2 separate regions of the Mus musculus genome follow, and region 2 is linked to region 1. The links are chromatin contacts, called in public promoter capture Hi-C maps. All regions are on one chromosome and are shown on one strand. The core of a region is the stretch at or near the end of the contact, and the rest is flanking DNA. Distances in the headings are between cores, read along the strand shown. Region 1 holds the start of Tescl (tescalcin-like). Region 2 holds the start of Zfp114 (zinc finger protein 114).

The links. Capture Hi-C pulls out chosen DNA fragments and counts their contacts.
Region 2: a contact with region 1 is called in a promoter capture Hi-C map of adipose tissue. The contact joins the promoter of Zfp114 here to the promoter of Tescl in region 1. A contact is called at or near these places in 5 of 39 promoter capture datasets (cranial neural crest, embryonic stem cells, second pharyngeal arch cranial neural crest and 1 more) and 3 of 9 other capture datasets (adipose tissue, liver and pancreatic islet).

What each region holds. Positions count from the first base shown.
Region 1 is chr7:24,331,606-24,336,287 of GRCm38.p6, reverse strand. Tescl (tescalcin-like) reads left to right here and starts at 2,323. Exons shown (of 1, transcript NM_001163810.1): 1 at 2,323-3,208. The coding sequence starts at 2,390. The coding sequence ends at 3,085.
Region 2 is chr7:24,172,714-24,177,670 of GRCm38.p6, reverse strand. Zfp114 (zinc finger protein 114) reads right to left here and starts at 2,649. Exons shown (of 4, transcript NM_001029933.3): 1 at 2,522-2,649; 2 at 1,505-1,562. The coding sequence starts at 1,519.

The DNA of each region.
Region 1 (4,682 bases), core at 1,074-3,573:
ACCATTAGGAACTTGAGGGAGGATCCCCTGTGTCTGGTGAGAAAGCATGAAGAAGGCAGGATCTTTTTGGACAACTTAGGAAAGAGGCCTTTAGTTGCTAAAAGCTGAATCCTTTTGAAGTGGAAGCAGAAAGCCAGCTTTCTCCGTGTAATACACAAGACACTTTGTCGCCACCTGCTGGCCACAATAAATCTTAAACCACACTTCCAGATTAGCGGGATTAGTGAAGGACTAATGACAGCGTCTCATGAGCCCAAACTGGTCTTGAAAACACTAGGTAGCTAAGAATGGCTTTGCACTCATAATTCTTTCTACCCTGGATTACAGGCATGCACCACCATGCACAGTTTCTGGGGTGCTGGGGTTCAAACCGAGGGCTTTGTGCTAGGCAGGCACTCTCCCAGCTGGTAGATGTGGTAGATGTGTAGTATGCTAATTAGAGGAGAGGAGAGTTCAGGACCATATGAAGAGATGATGGGACTGGGGGGGGGGGTGTGTCAGGAGATTCTGACCTAGGAGCCAGGGAGACCCCAGCTGTGTTCTGCAGTCAGTCTGCTTTTATGCCCTCCCTCCCACTCTCTGCACCTATCCTGTCCTTTCACTATATAGACAAGGACAGATGCCACCGCTTTCTCAGGTCCCTACCATCTCACTTCCTAGGCAGAGAGCTGAAGTGAGCTCCAGGAACAGCCCAGGACCCGAATGACTACAGTGTGACTCCCTAGGGAGTCTATTTGTGTTCACTCCAATGGAGAATACCACAAAAGAACCAAAAAAAAAAAAAACAAAACAAAAACAAAAACAAAAACAAAAAAAACAACAAAAACAAAAACAAAAAACAAAAAACAAAAAAAACCACTGAAGGAACTTATTGAAATTATCGGAGTATGCCTGAGGATTCACTTGAGCAGCGAGGGTGATGACTGGCAAGAGATGCATCCCTGGAGTTTCCTCTCAGGTCGACCTGCTGCCCACTCTGCTTCCACTGTGTATGGAGCAGGAGGGAGAGGGTTGCTGTGCTCCTATGCATCCAATGCTCCTCCCATCTACCGACAAGAGAATGATAGTAGCCGTGCCTTGTGAGAGTCTCCTGCAGGTCATCACAGCTTCTCTGATTCCCAGACATGGACGGCCACATCCTGCCTGGAAGGCAGAGTTCCGAATGGGAGTCATGCACTGTCATTGTCGTTTGGGTCCTAGTTCGAGAGCCTGCTGATGGGGTATGATATGGAAGGAAGTGTAAGCAGAGTAAACTCTCCCTTCCCATGTAGGGGTCTGTATAGTAGAGCCTTTGTGTGTGGCTTTGAGTGGATGTATAGTAAAGCCTTTGTGTCTGGGTTTGAGTGAACTGTTTAGCAAAGCCATTGCTATGTTTGGATTAGTGAGTAGAGGCTGAGAAATTGTTTTGTGACTATTTGAACCCTGAAGAGATGTCTCCCTGGAAAGTCTGTACTTGGCATGACATGAGAGCTTGCAGCTGCACAACCTTGGTCCTAAGACACTCCTGGGCAAACATGGAGTTCTTACTTGTGATTATGGCTAGCCATGGTGAAACGGGACTGAGATTTGTGTGGGATGTCTGCTCTCAAGGGCAGCAAGAGTAAGTTAACTTTGGTAGCTGAAACCCTTCCCAGCTCCAATTAACCTTGTATGATGTTTGAATAAAGTAACTGGAGTGAGCTAGCTGTGTGTCAGTCTTTTCCAAGAAGGCTGAACTCCTCTGTTCCTTTAGGAAATGAAGGCTTGGCATCTTGGTGAGCTTCTCTGAGCTCTCCCCTCCCCTCCCCTCCCCTCCCCTCCTTCCTTCTCCTCTCCCCTCCTCTACTCTCCCCTCCTATCCTCTCTCCTCTCCTCCCCTCCCCTCCCCTCCCCTCCCCTCCCCTCCCCTCTCCATCCTTCCCTTGAATGACTTGGAACTCAACTGTGCAGATCATGTTGTGCTCAAACTCACAGAGATTCTCCTGCCCCTACCTCCTGAATGTTGGCATCACTGGCCATTTTAGCATCTTTTGTAAGACAAAGACACGTATCTTTGGTTGTCCTAGGAAAACCAAAGCGTGCTCTCTCTTTTCATATATATAAAATTATATAATGTATAAAATATATAATAAACATATGACACATAATAGATGTAACATGTAACATAATATATAATATGCAATCTATAATACGCAATGCGTAATATACAACACATATATAATATTTATTTCAATATGCTTCATTTCACTGAATTTGGAGAGGAAAGAGCCTTCGGGGATTGTGACGGACCTGCCCTAACAGAGGTTGCTTTGATGACCTAATAAATCAGAACGGCAGCAAGGTGAGACCGACCAGGAAGCCCGAACCCTTCCACTGAGCGCCTGAGGTCGTTCCGAGCACACGGGGCACCATGGGCGCCTCCCTTTCGTCCAAGGAGGAGTGGGAGCGCGAGAGCAGGACCGACTTATGGTGGGCGCACATCCAGGAGGTGTTGAACAAGTGCGACTTCAGCTGGGAGCAGATCAAGCAGCTGCACCAGAGGTTCAGGCTGCTGAGCGGGGACCAGCCCACCCTACAGCCAGAGAGCTTCGACAACATCCTGGACTTGGAGTTCAATCCGATCCGCTCCAGGATCGTCCGCGCCTTCTTCGACAACCGGAACCTGGGCAAAGGGACCAGCGGTCTGGCGGAGGAGATCACCTTCCAGGACTTCCTGACCATCATCTCCTACTTCCGGCCGCTGCGGCCCAGTCTCAACAAAGAGGAGGCGGAGCAGAACCGCAAGGACAAGATGCGGTTCCTCTTCAACATGTACGACCAGGACGGCGATGGGATCATTACCCTGCAGGAGTACCGCCGGGTGGTGGAGAGCCTGCTGTCGGCGCACCCGCAAGTGGAGAGAGACACTGTGCGCTCCGTCGCCAATGCCATCGCCCAGGGCGCCTTGAAGGAGGCGGCCAGGGCGTCGGACCAGCCGCTGATGGCGGGCCAGCAGTATGAGGGCATCACCTTCGAGGACTTCGTCAAGACCTGGAAGAGCCTCGAATTGGAGGTGAAGATGCAAGTCAGCTTCCTGAATCTAGAAGCCACGGTCTTATGCCAGTGACCGGCGGGCTGCCACACCCACACTGGAGAAGCTGCCCCTTGAATCCGGCAGACTCTTGCAGCAGCTACAGGGTACATGGGACTTGATGGATTTCATCTCAAAGAATAAAGATGATCAAAAGAGATGAGCGGGGCGTGGCTGTGCTTGCCTTGAATCCCAGCACTCAGGAGGCAGAGGCAGGCAGGCAGATCTCTGTGAGTTTGAGGCCAGCCTGGTCTATTGAGTGAGTTTCTGGCAGGCCAGAGCTCACACAGTGAGACTCTGTGTCAAAAAAATAGAATGAATAGAACATAAATGTACCAATGGCCAGTAAACACGAAAATCGTAAGCATCCTTTGCCCATCTATCTCATGCAAGGCGCAATGGCTATCAATAAAATAAATGGTGGGTAGGATGCAGGGGCGCGAGGGAAGGAAATATGTACACACGATGACTGGTAGGGATGTAAATTCGTTCAGCTTCTATGGAGTCAATATAGAGAGGTTTCTGGAAAGCCTAGAACTAGAACCATCATATGACCCTGTGGGAAGCCGCCCTCACACTCGCCGTTACAAGATGGCGCTGACATCCTGTGTTCTAAGTGGTAAACAAATAATCTGCGCATGTGCCAAGGGTAGTTCTCCACTCCATGTGCTCTGCCTTCACCGAGTCGACAACTCGGCCGATGGGCTGCAGCCAATCAGGGAGTGACACGTCCTAGGCGGAGGATAATTCTCCTTAAAGGGGATGGGGTTTCGCCATTCTCTCTCTTGCTCTGGCTCTTGCTCTCTTGCTCCTAAAGATGTAAGCAATAGAGCTCTTGCTCTCTTGCGCTCTGGCTCCTGAAGATGTAAGCAATAGAGCTCTTGCTCTCTTGCTCTCTGGCTCCTGAAGATGTAAGCAATAAAGCTTTTGCCGCAGAAGATTCCGGTTTGTTGTGTTCTTCCTGGCCGGTCGTGAGAACGCGTGTAAGATGACCCAGCTATGGATGTACACCCAGAGGACCACGTAGATGCCAAACATCTGCACAGAGTGCAGCATCACTCAGTATTGCCACCTTACAGAACGAGCCCAAGTGTCCCTCTGCAGACGAATGAATGGTTAAAATGTGGTATATATGGGGTCGATTTTATCCATCCATGAAAACAAGAAACAAGCCAGAAACGGAAACACTACTCATTTGTGGATCCTAGAGTTTTATATAGATAACATGAAGTCATAGGATGTAAAATCGCCAAGTAGCCTGGGGAATGAACAGGGAGGAAAGGGGGTGGAGTCACTGTGGTCAGAGTACAGAGCACAGGTGTATGAAATTGTCTCTCGTAACTCATCACTGTGTGCATCAGACAGACCCCGGTGAAGAGAGTACCAGGGCATGCTGTGAGCATGCCATTAGGCTTAATGTCTTCTTGCTTGGTGAAAGAGCAGATTTGAGCAGTTAAAACTAGCTCGTTACAAGTAAAAGTTTGTCAAACCTAGCTGTATCCTCGTTGCTTGGACAAAATACTTAACAGGCACCGTTAGGGGGGAAGAGCTTGTTTGACTCAGAGTTTGAAGGCACAGTCCATGGTAAAGCAGGCCATGACTTTAACTCAGGGTTAAGCTATTTTTTTGTTAG
Region 2 (4,957 bases), core at 1,400-3,899, 160 kb after region 1:
GTGTCCAGTTTAGGCCAGAGAATAGAGAACCAGGAATAATTACTGCCTGCCAATTAACTGGGGATATAGTCACTGTTATTAGCAAAACACACATTAACTCCTTGGAGTTGATGGTTCCAGGTAGCTGGAGAGCTTGGCTGAACACCATGTAAAATACCCCTGTGCATTTGTATTCATGTTGCCGTTTCTTGAACCATGGTTCCTGGGTGCTCAGCGGTGTCTAATAAATGTGCTGAGTTTCAGGGTTGCTGGTGTGTCTCCATCAGAGCACATGGCTTTTGCTCTCAGCTTGTCTGTACACATGTCTGTGTGTCTGTCCTTTCTTCGTCTCTTCATCGATTGAGTTGGATCAACCACAGAAGCCGTGCACTTGGTGGCAGCCGTACACTTTCCCTGGTTGTTCAGGAAATGAATGCTCAGGACGTCCCGTGCAGGAAGTGAGGGTGGCTAGAGGTCTGTGTGCATGTGTGTATACATGTGTGCATACATGTCAGTGTACTTAAGTACATGAGGGTGCACATGAATGTACAGGATGAAGGAGAACCCCTGGTGCTGGCAACCTTTCTTTTTGTTGTTTTTGAATCATCAGGGTCTTTCCGCGCCTTAGAACTTGCCAAATAGGCTAGGATGGATGCTAATGAGCACCAGGGAGCTGCCTGTCTCCACAGAGTCCCAGAAACAGGAGACCTGCTTCAGTGAGGTGGAAGAACAAAGCCCAAGTTTGAAAACATGTCTTCTGATGTCTACATACATGCTTTTGCATGTCCACAACCAACATCCTCACACAATAATAATAATACAAAAATTTAAAATGATCAAAATTCATGAACCACACCAATAGGGAGAATTTATATGTATTTGTAAGATAAAATTAGGTGAGCAGTGGAAAACGATGTCACTTTTAAAATGTAGGAAAACTTAAAAGACTTTTTTTAATGTATGTGCATGCCCTGTGTGTACATGTGTGTAGGTGCCCTGAGAGACCAGAAGAGGGCGCTGGACACCCTGGAATTGGAGTTACAGGCAGTTGTAAGTATCAGGTGTGGGTGCTGGGAACTGAGCCAGTGCCCTTAACTACTGAGCCATCTCTCCAGCCCACTTTTTTGAATTCTTTTTAGTCATCCTTTTACACTTTCCTGTGTGCACTGCACTTTGAGCACATGTTCCCACTGTCCTCTTTTTTTGTTTTTGTTTTTGTTTCGAGACAGGGTTTCTCTGTGCAGTCTTGGCTGTCCTGGAACTCACTTTGTAGACCAGGCTGGCCTCGAACTCAGAAATCCTCCTGCCTCTGCCTCCCAAGTGCTGGGATTAAAGGCGTGTGCCAACATGCCAGGCTCCCACCGTCCTCTCTTATCTCTCCTCCTTCCAGTCCTTTCTTCTCAGCAACTTCCCCTCTTCCTTCATGCAGTTCAGAGAGGCTCAGCTGTAGAGCACTTGCCCAGCATGCAGGGATCCTGTTTCCAATCCCTAGCACTGTGGGCATGGGGGAAGCAACCCGACTTACCTGTAACTTGGTCATTGTTCTCTTCTCTTTGAGACAAGGCAGGGCTCTGGGAAGCAAGCTGGGGGAGGAGGGGCTTCATGAGAACACTGCTAGGACAGTTGGGCCACATGGCTTCCTCAGCTTCTCCATCAGTCCTAAGGGCTGTGTGCGCTGGCCAGGCTTTTCTTTCTAGTTTCTACTCATAGGTAGTGCCATGCCTCACCTTGCTCACAGCTGGGGCTTAGAAAAGGCCACATTCTCTATTTCTGGGTGCTGGGCACTATTGCCTTCACAAATCTGGCTGTGTTAGTGGGCTTCCCAGAAAAACAAATCTTTAAGAAGCTCTGAACTCTGACGAATACTGCGTCATGATTGATCACTGCTCTCGGAAGGGTCTGTTAATGTGACAGCTCTTACACACAATTGTTTCCATACATAGGAATGATAGTCCTCCGCTCTGTCTCTCACACTAAAAGGTTTAAATACTAGTAAATTAAATGCTGTTCATCTGCACGAGCCCCCCACAAAGTCTCTGTTTCCATGTGCATGCAAATAATGAGATATAAAAACCCTCTCTAAGGAAAAGGGAGTTTGTCCCTGGGAAATGGCTCATCAGATAATGGTGACTACAGACGAGGGAGACCACCTGAGTTTCAGTCTCTGAACCCCGCATGGTGGAAGGAGAGACCGGACTCCCACAAGGTATTTCCTGATCTCCTTCATACACAAGCTGTGGCACGTCCCACTAAGGAAATAAGTAAGTAAATTAAAAAATGCAAAAAAAAAATCGCATAAAAACCAGTTGCAAACCACTTAAGGCTTCAGGCCACCTCTCATCACAACTCCTCCCCCATGCTCCCTTGGGATGCTAGATTCTTCCCTCGGACTCCTCCTTCCCCTCCGGAAGCAGGGGAAGTAGGACCAGGTAGCACCGCTTGGGGCTGAGCCCAGCAAGAGGGGACTCAGACACTGCCGCCGCCATCGCCATCGGTGCCCCAGTTCTCCCTGTCCGTGGACTTGTTTCTCCAAGGGACACACCGTTAGCACGAGCACACACGAAGGGCCGCAGGACGCTCCAAGTTTTCACATCTCCAGAAGCACTACCAGCCCGCCTCCGCTTGCAGAAGAGTCTGACCGCCTGGAGTGGGAACTACAATTCCCAGAATGCTTCAGTAGAAGCGCCAAACTATAGTGCCCTTCTGTAATGACATTCCCCAGCTCTCTAAAACCATCAATAAGTTCCAAGCTGTTTTAACTACAGTGGGCCCCCGGAAATCTTTTTTTTTTTTTTTTTTTTTTTTTGGTGGAGCGGGAGAGGAGGAGGAAGGGGGAGCTTGCTCTCCTGGGTTGCTTTTCGATTTATTCATTTCTGAAATGCCACTGTCAGGGCCTGTTGTTTGCCGTTGTTTGTAGACTCAAATAGTATGCAAAAGCAAAGAGTGTTTTATTCAGCAGAAGACCAGCGGGGATCCCTCATTCCAAAAAGGAGAGAACCCAAAGTGTGATTGTAAGCCCAATTTGAAGCACATTAGGGGAGTTCCAGGATAGGTGCGCTTTGTCTTACTTCACCTTTAGGTATTCTAGAACCATTACCAGGGCGTGGAGGGCCCGAAACTATTGCTGAGGAATCCTAGGATAAGTGGGCTTTGTCTTACTCTATCTCCACGGAAATTCCAGAACCATTACTGAGACATGGGGCTGGAAACTGTTGCTGACCCATCGTCCTAGATTCAGGCTATGTGGCTGGGCACCTTCTAGTTTCTGACTAGCTGCCTGACTTGTTTGTTTGTTTGTTTGTTTGTTTGTTTGTTTGTTTTTCTAACTTGCATGGGCTTTCCTGAACTTGCCCAGTTCTTAGGCCTAGTCTCTTGAATACTGATTTGAAACCTATCATGGAGCCATCACGAAAGACAAATATGGATATTTTGTTATTGTTGTTTTGATTCCCCTACCCCCACCCCTCCCCGGAGACACAACATCTCTCTGTATGTAGACTTGACTGTTCTGGAACTCCCCACCCCCTCCCGTAAACAATGGTGGCCTCTAAGGCATAGATCAGCCTGCCTCTGCCTCCCTAGTGTTGGGCTGAAAAGTGTGGGCCATCACACACTGCTATTGATACTTTTGAAAAACAATGAAGTCCCATATTATATTTCTATATAAACGTTAAAACTTCAACTGTGAAGCTATAGGAGCCTGATCTGGCAGCAGAGTTAGAGCCCCTTCATAGATTCCCTCTGTAAGGCATTGGGGAAAGGCTCAGTGGTAGAGCCCTGCCTAAAATCTTCTAGTGAGGGGTTGGGATCATAACTTGATGGTAGAACCCCCTGCCTAGAATCCCCCAGTGAAGGGCTGGGGGTGTAGCTCAGTGGTAGAGCCCCTGTCTAGAATCCCCCAGTGAGGAGCTGGGGGCGTGGCTCAGTGGTAGAGCCCCTGCCTAGAATCCCCCAGTGAGGGACTGGGGGTGTGGCTCAGTGGCAGAGCCTCTGCCTAGAATCCCCCAGTGAGGGGCTAGGGGTATGACCTGGTAGTAGAACATGGACGATCTGGGTCACTATTCTATTGCTGTGAAGAAACACCATGACCAAGGCAACTCTGACAAAAGGAAGCATGTAACTTGGGTCTGGCTTATACTTTCAGAGCTTTAGTCCATTATCCTGTCAGGAGCATAACAGCAGGCTGGCAATGGTGCTGAAGAAGTGGCTGAGACTTATATATTGATCCATACGCAGAAGGCAAGAAAAAGAGACATTAGGCCTAAGACCCTATATCCTCATCCGCCAAATCTTTTAAAAGAGTTCCACTCGCAGGTGCCTAAGCATTTAAATATATGAGCTTATGGAGGCTTTCTCACTCAATCCACAACCTGCCTAGAATCCCCCAGTGAGGGGCTGGGGTCATGGCTTGGTGGTAGAGCCCCTGCCTAGAATCCCCCAGTGTGTGTGTGTGTGTGTGTGTGTGTGTGTGTGTGTGTGTGTGTGTGTGTGTGTGTGTCTCAGTGGTAGTACTGACACCTGACATGGCACCCTGTGTTTGTGCCATAATTCTTCCTCATCCAAACACACACCCATTAATTGGGAACAAAGGGTAAGCTAAAGCTGGAAACCTCGAGTTCTCGGTACAATATTTAAGGAACACTGGATTCAACTTGTATCTAATACTGTGTTCCAAACTATTCAACACTAATACAACCTACAGACACGACAAAAACACTCTTTATGGCTTCTAACAATAAAAAAGGATGGCACACCTGACAGTTCACACTGTATGTACTCAAGCAAACTGTCCGAATGCAACAGGCAACTAGACTCCATGCCAGCTAGTCTGGAGGCTCAGAATGGCAGAAACAAGAGATGCTGCCCGTGGCCAGCAAATGTCTTGGCAGGTACAGGCCTGAGGACCTGAGTTCAATCCTTGAAATATACACAGTGGGAGAAGAGAAGTGACTCCCTGTAGTTTACATCTGCCTCTACC